3 separate regions of the Gossypium hirsutum genome follow, and regions 1 and 3 are each linked to region 2. A link is a contact called in public Hi-C data. All regions are on one chromosome and are shown on one strand. Each heading gives the region's core, a stretch centred on a gene start, on an enhancer-like site or on the middle of the called end of the contact. The rest is flanking DNA. Distances are from core to core; before and after follow the strand shown. Region 1 holds the start of LOC107909818 (3-oxoacyl-[acyl-carrier-protein] reductase 4). Region 2 holds the start of LOC107909815 (pentatricopeptide repeat-containing protein At3g04130, mitochondrial). Region 3 holds the start of LOC107909821.

Evidence for each region. A called contact is a pair of places that touch in the nucleus more often than the background predicts.
Region 1: a contact with region 2 is called in a Hi-C map of leaf, with 4 times the contacts expected there. The contact joins the promoter of LOC107909818 here to the promoter of LOC107909815 in region 2. A contact is called at or near these places in 3 of 34 Hi-C or Micro-C datasets (anther and leaf).
Region 3: a Hi-C map of leaf shows a contact between it and region 2, with 1.7 times the contacts expected there. The contact joins the promoter of LOC107909821 here to the promoter of LOC107909815 in region 2. A contact is called at or near these places in 2 of 34 Hi-C or Micro-C datasets (leaf and petal).

What each region holds. Positions count from the first base shown.
Region 1 is chrD02:57,701,795-57,704,987 of Gossypium_hirsutum_v2.1, reverse strand. It overlaps LOC107909818 (3-oxoacyl-[acyl-carrier-protein] reductase 4), which reads right to left and starts at 1,722. Exons shown (of 14, transcript XM_041088873.1): 1 at 1,136-1,722; 2 at 961-1,048; 3 at 515-612. The coding sequence starts at 1,447.
Region 2 is chrD02:57,836,812-57,839,811 of Gossypium_hirsutum_v2.1, reverse strand. LOC107909815 (pentatricopeptide repeat-containing protein At3g04130, mitochondrial) reads left to right here and starts at 1,508. Exons shown (of 2, transcript XM_016837482.2): 1 at 1,508-1,897; 2 at 2,596-3,000. The coding sequence starts at 2,638. LOC107909816 (glyceraldehyde-3-phosphate dehydrogenase, cytosolic) reads left to right here. Exons shown (of 11, transcript XM_016837483.2): 6 at 1-165; 7 at 252-349; 8 at 439-581; 9 at 668-751; 10 at 841-930; 11 at 1,023-1,364. The coding sequence ends at 1,074.
Region 3 is chrD02:57,676,288-57,679,315 of Gossypium_hirsutum_v2.1, reverse strand. LOC107909821 reads left to right here and starts at 1,475. Exons shown (of 5, transcript XM_016837487.2): 1 at 1,475-2,122; 2 at 2,868-3,024. The coding sequence starts at 2,025.

The DNA of each region.
Region 1 (3,193 bases), core at 473-2,972, 140 kb after region 2:
GACGGAAAGATTGGTTAACAGATCGACTAGCAAATATATATATACTTTTTGCATCTCTGCAAGAAAGATTTTGACAGAAAAATACTACAAAAAGCAAGAAAGGAAGGGAACGAGAGACCCCGGGGAGATAAAATATCCTATAGGTAATCAACATATAAAGTTCATTTTGACTGTCTAAAGGGTGAAATGTGAAAAATGTATAACAATTATTAGCTTTCGAACTCAGTGAGTAGAATATCTCTAATCTACTAATCCATATTCCAAACACAAGTGGTACAACTCTAATTTTACATTGGAGCACCTTACTGTAAAATATGCCATGTTCAACTTCTATGACCTATGGAGGCGTAAGACCACAAAACCAACGGAACTGAAGGAGACAAGCATTGTCACCAATTAGATAGAAAAGCTAAACCTGACCATCTCCAATCATCTGGGATCTAAACAGTTCCATAAAATATTTACGCTATAAGATTTGAAGTACATCATTGTAGATTAAACTAAACAAACTTACCTCAACTGGTTCCTTCTGGGCTGACTTTGCAATCCAAAGATTTTCCAAATTGTAATAAGCTCTTGCATTCTCATCGAGAGCATGAACTATCACTCGGCCTAAATAAAAGAAACGTAGCCACACAAACAAATCATCCAAAATGGTACAATTTGCACGAAACTATAGAGAGTACATAGAATTATATACTATCATTCCAAAAAATTTTCTTATAGTTGAAACTGCTAACCACATATACGTGTTAAGCCCTAAGAAATATTATCACACGAGATCCATTCCTTCAAAGCAGCTAAATGCAGAAGCAAATCGTAACATTTTGATTTTGCATAAAAATCATTACCGACAATGGTATCTTCAGGCATTACATGTCTAAATATAAGCATGCGAAGAAATTGCTAATAAGAAACAACAAAGTTGAAGCTAAAGGAAAGAGGGAAAGCAGCACGAACCAGAGTCAACAACAATCCATTTTCCCGTCTCTTGCCCTTGCACGCTGGGTAATACCATCCTCTTAGCTCCTTTTTGCTTCTGCTTAACCTGTTCCAGCAAAATAAACAAAAAATCGCAGTGAGGATCGAGGAAATTAGGGAACAAAATAGAAAAAGAAAACCCATGAAACCGCACCTTGTAAATTAGGGCTTGGGCGATGTTCTTGACGTGCCACGGGGACCTACCGGTGGCAATCACCATGAAATCTGCCCAATCGCATTGGTTACCAACCGGAACCACCGCCACGTCGTCTGCTCTCACGTCGCTTAGAACCTTCTCCACCTCTTGCAGGCTCAGCAACTCATTGCTTATTCTCTCCACAGTGGATGAAGAGAACGTCTGATTTAAACCTGAAAACCCCAGCTTCCACGAGCCATTTGTGAGAGAGGAGGAAGGCAACGTAGTTGCAGATAGATGCAGATATCGGGATCTTAAAGTCGCCCACATCAGATTTCAACTCCTCAAGCTTTTTTCTACTGAAAATCGCCACTTCCTCGAGCTAAAAGAAAATCCCCAGTTCCTCACAGCAGTTCATTAAATAAAATAAAATAAAAATAAGTAAGGGCCTACCGACGTCTTTTGAGTTATTGCCTCACGCCTAGACTTGTCAATTGGGCCTATCAGGCAGTGAATTTAGAACCCGGAGTCGGGTTTTAAAAATTTTGAATTACTTCTGTTAGGTCAGTTTCATGCTTGGGTTATTTTAGATTTTTGAGTTTTTAAATCATTTGAATTTGGGTTTTTAGTTTATTTTAGTGTATAGATTTTTTTTAATTGAATTATTTTAAGGTTAAATTATTTACACTTTTACTCTTATTTATTGGATTTGATTATTAAAATCTATAATATTTGTTTTTTTAATTTTAAAATAAAATTAAATCAAAATTAAATAAATTATTGAATCAATGTATATTTATTATAAAATTAATAATTACTGAAAATATTTTTAATATAAAATATTATAAATTACTATAAATTTAAATTAATTAAACTATAATAATGAAACAATAAAAATGTATTTGAATGGAGGAAAATAGTTATTATGAATAAAGTTTATTGTTAAAATCTCATTATAAAATTTTTATTAGTAATATTTTCAATTTTCAATTTTTATATTTTTTTTGTTAATAAAATTTATTTAATCTAAACTTTTAATAGTTTTATTGTTATTAACGTTATTTAATCTAAAATTTTTAGAATAATAAAAAATTTTATGAGATTTTTAGGATTTGAAACAAATGTAAAAATTAAAATAAAAATTAGTCAAAATAGTTTTTAAATCAATCAAAATCAATTGAAAATAAAACATTGATTTTTTTTAGAAAAAAGAAAGGTTGAACTAAAATAGAATCAAAATGACATTGCATTTTAATAATTTATTTTTCACTTATTAATTTGACTTGCAAATAAAGAGACCATATATATTTTTAATTAAATAATTATTATATTTACAAATTGTTATCGAGATCATATGGTATAGCATGAAACTGCATATTTTAGAATAATAAAAAATTGAAATGCGAAATTTACAAGTTATAAATTAAAACAATTTAATAATTTAGTATATAATTGTTATTTTTATTTTAAATTGTACTTAATATAAGTTTAAGTCCTATTGGGTTATTTATTTGGTTGATTTTAAATTTGGATCATTTCGGATTTAGGTTAATTATTGAGTTGGATCAAGTTGTTGGCTTTTCATAGTTTAAATTGGGTTCAATTACAAGTTAATCGTATTAGATTTTCAAGTTCATATTAAAATTAATAAATCTACTCAGACCCCTATATTGACATTGAAGCACTAACGTTTTGAGAGTTCAGAAGAAAATGAAACCAAACATCACTCTTACGCCTTGTATTTAAGGATGATTAGTACCCAGACATACGATAGGGACATATCCACACTACGTCTAAAGAGAGTTATCAAACAAAGGCCTGCCACTTGCTCCCCGAAGGCTTGAACTTGGGTGGGTTCTATAGGTGAACATTCCTTGATCACCAAGTCAATCATGGGAGTTCTAAAGATCTCGTTTTTTATAATATTTTAATTTTTTATTAATATTTGTTTGTTTTCTTTTACATAATTTGTATGGTTAAGGAGTTTGATTGTTTTTTAGATAATGTCTCAAGTTTGAATTTTGTAGATAGTGAAAACAATGTTACAAAAATTTACCTCTTTTTTAAAAGTTTAAT
Region 2 (3,000 bases), core at 259-2,758:
CACCCATGTTTGTAATGGGTGTAAACGAGAAAGACTACAAGCCAGAGCTTGACATTGTTTCCAATGCTAGCTGCACTACCAATTGTCTTGCTCCCCTTGCTAAGGTTATCCATGACCGATTTGGAATCGTTGAGGGTCTCATGACTACCGTTCATGCCATTACTGGTAATAAAGCTCCTTACCTTTTATTTTACTAATATCAAAATGGGTTAATGCTCGTATTTAAATAAACAAGTTATTTTGGTCTACAGCAACACAAAAGACCGTCGATGGACCATCAATGAAGGACTGGAGAGGTGGTAGAGCCGCTTCCTTCAACATCATTCCTAGCAGCACTGGTGCTGCCAAGGTATATTTTGAATCTGATTTTGATCAGTTCCTTCTTATTTTGTTATGCTAGTTCTTATATATGTACCCGATGGTATTGAGAATACGTAGGCTGTTGGAAAGGTTCTTCCTGCCCTCAATGGCAAACTGACTGGAATGTCATTCCGAGTTCCTACCATCGATGTATCAGTCGTGGATCTCACCGTTAGGCTTGAGAAATCTGCATCTTATGATGAGATCAAAGCTGCTATCAAGTAAGTTTTATCATAATAACACCATCCCATTGCCTTCCTGCTATATTATTATTAAATATCTCATCCATGATCTCTAATGATTTCAGGGAAGAGTCTGAGGGCAAGCTTAAGGGCATTTTGGGTTACGTTGAGGAAGATCTTGTGTCCACTGACTTCGTTGGTGACAGCAGGCAAGTTGAAAACAATGATTTTTATTGTTTGTCAATGAGTTCTAGTGTTGTTGCACTTATTTATAACAATTCCCTGAAATGGAACACAGGTCGAGCATATTTGATGCCAAGGCAGGTATTGCTCTAAACAAGAACTTTGTGAAGCTTGTTTCCTGGTACGACAACGAATGGGGTTACAGGTAAAGAATGCTTTCCACTTTATTTCCTTTTTTGAAGTCTATGCCCTTTTTGAAATCCTGGTTATTAGACAAAGCTTGTCTTGTTTTTGCAGTTCTCGTGTGATTGATTTGATCGTTCACATGGCATCCACCAAAGCATGTTGAAGTTTCTTCAGGGCCAGTGAAGAAGTTGTGTTTCTGATCTAAAGAATATGAGGTGTTTGAGAGAAGCTTCTTGTTATATGGAATAAAAAACCCAATGATTTTACCCCTTCTTGCATGTTTACATTTCTGGTTTTGAAGGTGTAGTGAACAAGTTTACCAGTTTGATGTTATGAAGTAAAATGGTGTTTATACATCAATCAAATTAGTGCTGTCGTTTTTTTCCCCTTTTAATTGGTGCTATTTGCTTTCAAGTTTACCTAATTGAATGAGAAGGAATATCGGTTTTCGAATGATTTGGGGCAACCCATTTGGTTTTCTCAATTTCATTTCAGTATCGCAGAAACTATGAATTAGATATGAATGTTCATTATAATTGTGAATTTATGAAGTTTTTTCCTTTACGGAAAAGTAATTGTGAATTTTAATGATTTAAAACGAATAATATTTTGCAAACAGGTTAGGCGAGAACAATGAGCTTTCCTTAAATTATCAAGGCCCAATTTTGTAGTTGGGTCATAATGTACACTAATAATTGGATGGCTAAGATTTATCAATACTTTGTTTTATTATAATTATTATCGAGATACTATCATATGCAATTACCAAAACAGAGAATGCATATGAATAGAAAACTTGCATGCTTTGCTTAGTTGGGGCTGATGGCAGCGTTACGGCAAGCCCATGTAACTGCTTCATCCTTTCTTTCTCTCGACAGAGTTGGTGATAGGCCCAAAACACACATCTACCACTCGATAGTACATCTCCCAGTGTCCACCCTAAGTGATGGATTTCCAACATCCTCCTAAACCTTTTTTTTAATCAGGTACACTATGTTGCATTTTAGTTTCTTACTTTATTTTTACTTGTATAGCTGCAAATTTAACATTTAAGATTTTTCCTATATATATATATAAACCATTAAGATTCAAATCGGCAAAACCCAAATCTCAATTTTAATTATTGAATATAATTGCTAAAAGAATACCTTTTTATTTTTTACGAACCCAGACTTTTGAAAATGATTTTAGATTTTATATATAATTTTTGGAATCCGAGCAATGTCTTAGCCTTATATTACATGTTACTCGACAAGATTTGTCTCTTTCAATTGTTGATTGCATTTTCTGTGCGCGTGATGTTTTTCATGACTTTGCCGCTCATCTTGAGAAAACAACAATATGGATGGAAGATGTTTGATAGAATGCCTAAACCAATATGGAATTCTTTAATTTCATTTATGCATTGTATTTTTTCTGTCATCAAATTTGTTCACATGTTTGCCGCATCATGGCTGCCTGCATATATGGGTTAACAGAGTAGTTAGCTATGCCAGCATTTCTCACCCAAATTCGGCTTGAAACTAAATAAGTAAATAACAAGTGGTTATTGTACTGAATAAAAGAATAAGGGCTTACGTGGGGAGTTTTCTATAGTTCGAGGTCATATTTTATTATTTTGCTGTTATGGATTATCGATGAACTAAGTAGAAAGGCTAATGCTTTTATTCATTTGGATATGCAGTTGTAAGGACCAAACTGAATTTTATTTTGAGGGCACTTCTCCATGATGCACCCTTTACAGAACTGCCTTAGAAGTACTTGGTTCCTTGTCAAACCATCAATATTATGTTCCCTTTTCCATGCTTCCCATGAAAGTTCCAGTCTTGCTCTGCCAGTGGAAGCTTCTCACTACACTGGATCAGGTTCCGGAGTCGTAGGACGGTGTGACGTTGACATTCTCGTAAGTAAAGTTCATGCTGGGACCAGTGAGGATGAAGTCTTTCAGTGTCTCGTGAATGATGGAGAATGTAACTCCATACAGCTTTCCCATGATCTTATTGATAAGTTGCTGCACCGGTTCAAGGATGACTGGAAATCTGCATTGGGTGCTTTTAAATGGGCAGCATCTCGCCCAGACTATAAGCAC
Region 3 (3,028 bases), core at 226-2,725, 160 kb after region 2:
TCACTTCATTCTGATCACTCAAAAAAATCTTTTTTAAGTATTGACTAGGTAAAAAAATTCAAGGATTAAAGTGAAAAAAATGTTAGAAACTAAAATCATACACAAAAATTGTCAAATTGTACTCATTTATCCTATTGCTGAATTTTAATTTTTTTTAATATTGAATTTTAAATTTTAAAATATCAAAATAAATTGAATAAATTGTTAAATTTTTTTTACCCATTGATAATGTCAACCAATTTGTTACTATGATGTTAAAATTAATTAATTTAATATCCTTTTAAATTTTATAATTTTATTTTATTTTTCTGGACTACCTTACCGAAATCAACTCAAATAATTTATCTTTAAGAATGATCTATAAAACTTAAATTTCTTTTGATTATATAATCTTGATGCTAAGCTAAAAATAAAGGAAATATACTTTTAATTAATTAAATTAGTTGCTTGTTCATCGTTTGGGTAAATAAGTGATGAAAAAAATATGAGTTTTGTTTAGAATGGGAGATAAAATTAAATAATTGCTATGATTTTTTTTACTTTTAGCTTAGCATGGAAGATTCAAGATATATAGTCAAAAGAAAATTGGGTTTTGTAGACAAGTATTAAATACAATAATTTTCATTGATAATTTTGTAAAATAATTTGAAAACATCAAAATAAATTAAATAAATTATTGACCTTTTTTTTTATCTATTGATAATGTTAGCCGATTTGCTACTATAATTTTGAATATTAATATTTAAAAATTTATATTTCAAAACTCAAATTTAGAATTTTTGACACCGGGATAAACAAGTACAATTTGATAACTTTTGTGTATTGTTTTAATTTCTACCCTTTTTTCCCTTTAATCTTTGAAATTTTTTACCCGAATCAATACTTAAAAAAGATTTTTTTAGGTGACCAAAAAGAAAGTACAAATAATGTACAGTTAACTGCGGTTAGAGATTTAATGTTTAGTTAAGTTGGCTGACCAAATTGCATGAATTTTATTTTGGGTGACCAAAATGAAAACGCTTTAAAGATTGGGTAACCAACTAGGTAGCTTACCCTTTATTTTTAATATCATACATATTTAATGTGTTATTATAATTAAATTAGTTTGAAACAAATAATACAATAGTGCTCATACATATAAATATATAATTTTATAATACTATATTAAAAATGATAATGATTAAATTTACAATTTTAACAGTTTTTTTTTAAATTTTAAACTTTAAGTGAATTAGGATTACATTTATTTACATATTTAATTTTTATTTATTTTATTATACATAATAAAATATGTCATATCCTTAATCTTTGATGGAGTATAAAAACCTTTATAAGTGTGGGAGATAAAATTTTATTAAAAATGTATACTAAAATTTTAACCCACAAATATAACTGAGATGTTTTTTTGGTGAAATAGAATAAGGAAGTGTTCATATAATTGATATATATATAAGTTTTTAAATTATTAGTAAGAGAAATGGACGGTAATGATTTGAAAGAGTGTAGAATGGTTAAGACTATTCCGCGAGATTAGTTTGACCCAAATTGGTAAAAACTTGAGGTGGATGGAGTAATGGATTGGAGGGGGTATATTCCAGAGTTGATTAGGAACAAGAAGTGGCATATTCAGTTGGAACCTTGGAGATGGCAAAGACCGTTAGTTGTTTGTTGACATTGAAAACCCACTGCAAAAACATGCCATTATTTCCCACATTTCGCCTTCCATTCAATTCAAGCAAACCCCTCTTTCTCTTTCCTGCTTTCAAAAGGATTCATCAAAGTCGCCACCTAATCCGCTCTTTCTTCATTCCTCCTATACATATTCCCTTCCCAACATCCCACCTTTGATTTTTCCCCATTTCTTCCTTTTTTTTCTGAATTTAATTATTGGTTTGGTTTTGTTTTGTTTCATCAATAAGATTTCAATATTGCCCCCCTCCCTTGATAACAAGGAAAGAATCTCCATTAAACAAATCAAACCAACAATTAAAATTTGAATGAAATAACAGCTGTTGTCTTTCCCAATGTCTTCCTCCTGGTCCTCCATTCTTACCAATTACCCTCTTATTTCTGCTTTTATTGCCTTTGTTATTGCCCAAACCATCAAGTTCTTCACCTCCTGGTACCCCCCTCTCTCTATTGATTATATATATTTTTGCACACAGTTGTTTTGGCTTCAATGAATCTTAGATCTTTGTTTGTTTCTTTAATGGGTTTCTTTCTTTCTCCACCTTTTCTATTCCAATATTTGACAATCTTTGAAGGAGTTTTTAAATTGGATAATTGTTGTTTTGATGGAATAAAGGGTCTTCATATTTGTTTACTTCATATTTTGATTTGGTTTTTATATCTGGCTTATGTAATTGTAGATAATAACTAATTGATTTCAACTACCAAATATGCCAATGTCGACATTATTTTTTTTATATATAGATCTTGGGGTGTTTCATTGATTTGATCTGGTTCAGGAATACACCCAAAATTCAGCTATATTTTCAGGCATTTATATATATATCTTCGATTGGGGTTTCTTTGATTTTTCAAGCTGTGATTCTGGTCTGCTCTTGCTTGATGCAATTCCTATTTTGTAATGATAGAATTTTTTTTTAGTTTTAATGCTTTCTTTTACGTTCTTTTCATCACTCATTTGGTAGCATTTTGTTATGAAATAGGGAAGAAAAACTTTGTACAAAGAACCATTTTGGCTACTTATGCAGAAAATTGATAGATTACATAGACTTGGGGGTGGCAAGCTTGTGGAGCTGATTAATATTGTGGCCGTTTTCGCTTTGCTATTCGCACCTGTTATTCTGTACACTTTATAATTAGTTTTGTGGTACAAATGTTAAAGCTTTAAAGTTTTGCAGGTACAAGGAAAAACAATGGGATCTCAAGCAACTAGTGGGATCTGGAGGGATGCCTTCATCCCATTCTTCTACAGTCACTGCTCTTGCTACAGCTATTGGGTTCCAAGAAGGTTTTGGAGGAGCATTATTTGCGACCGCATTAATCTTAGCCTGCATCGTAT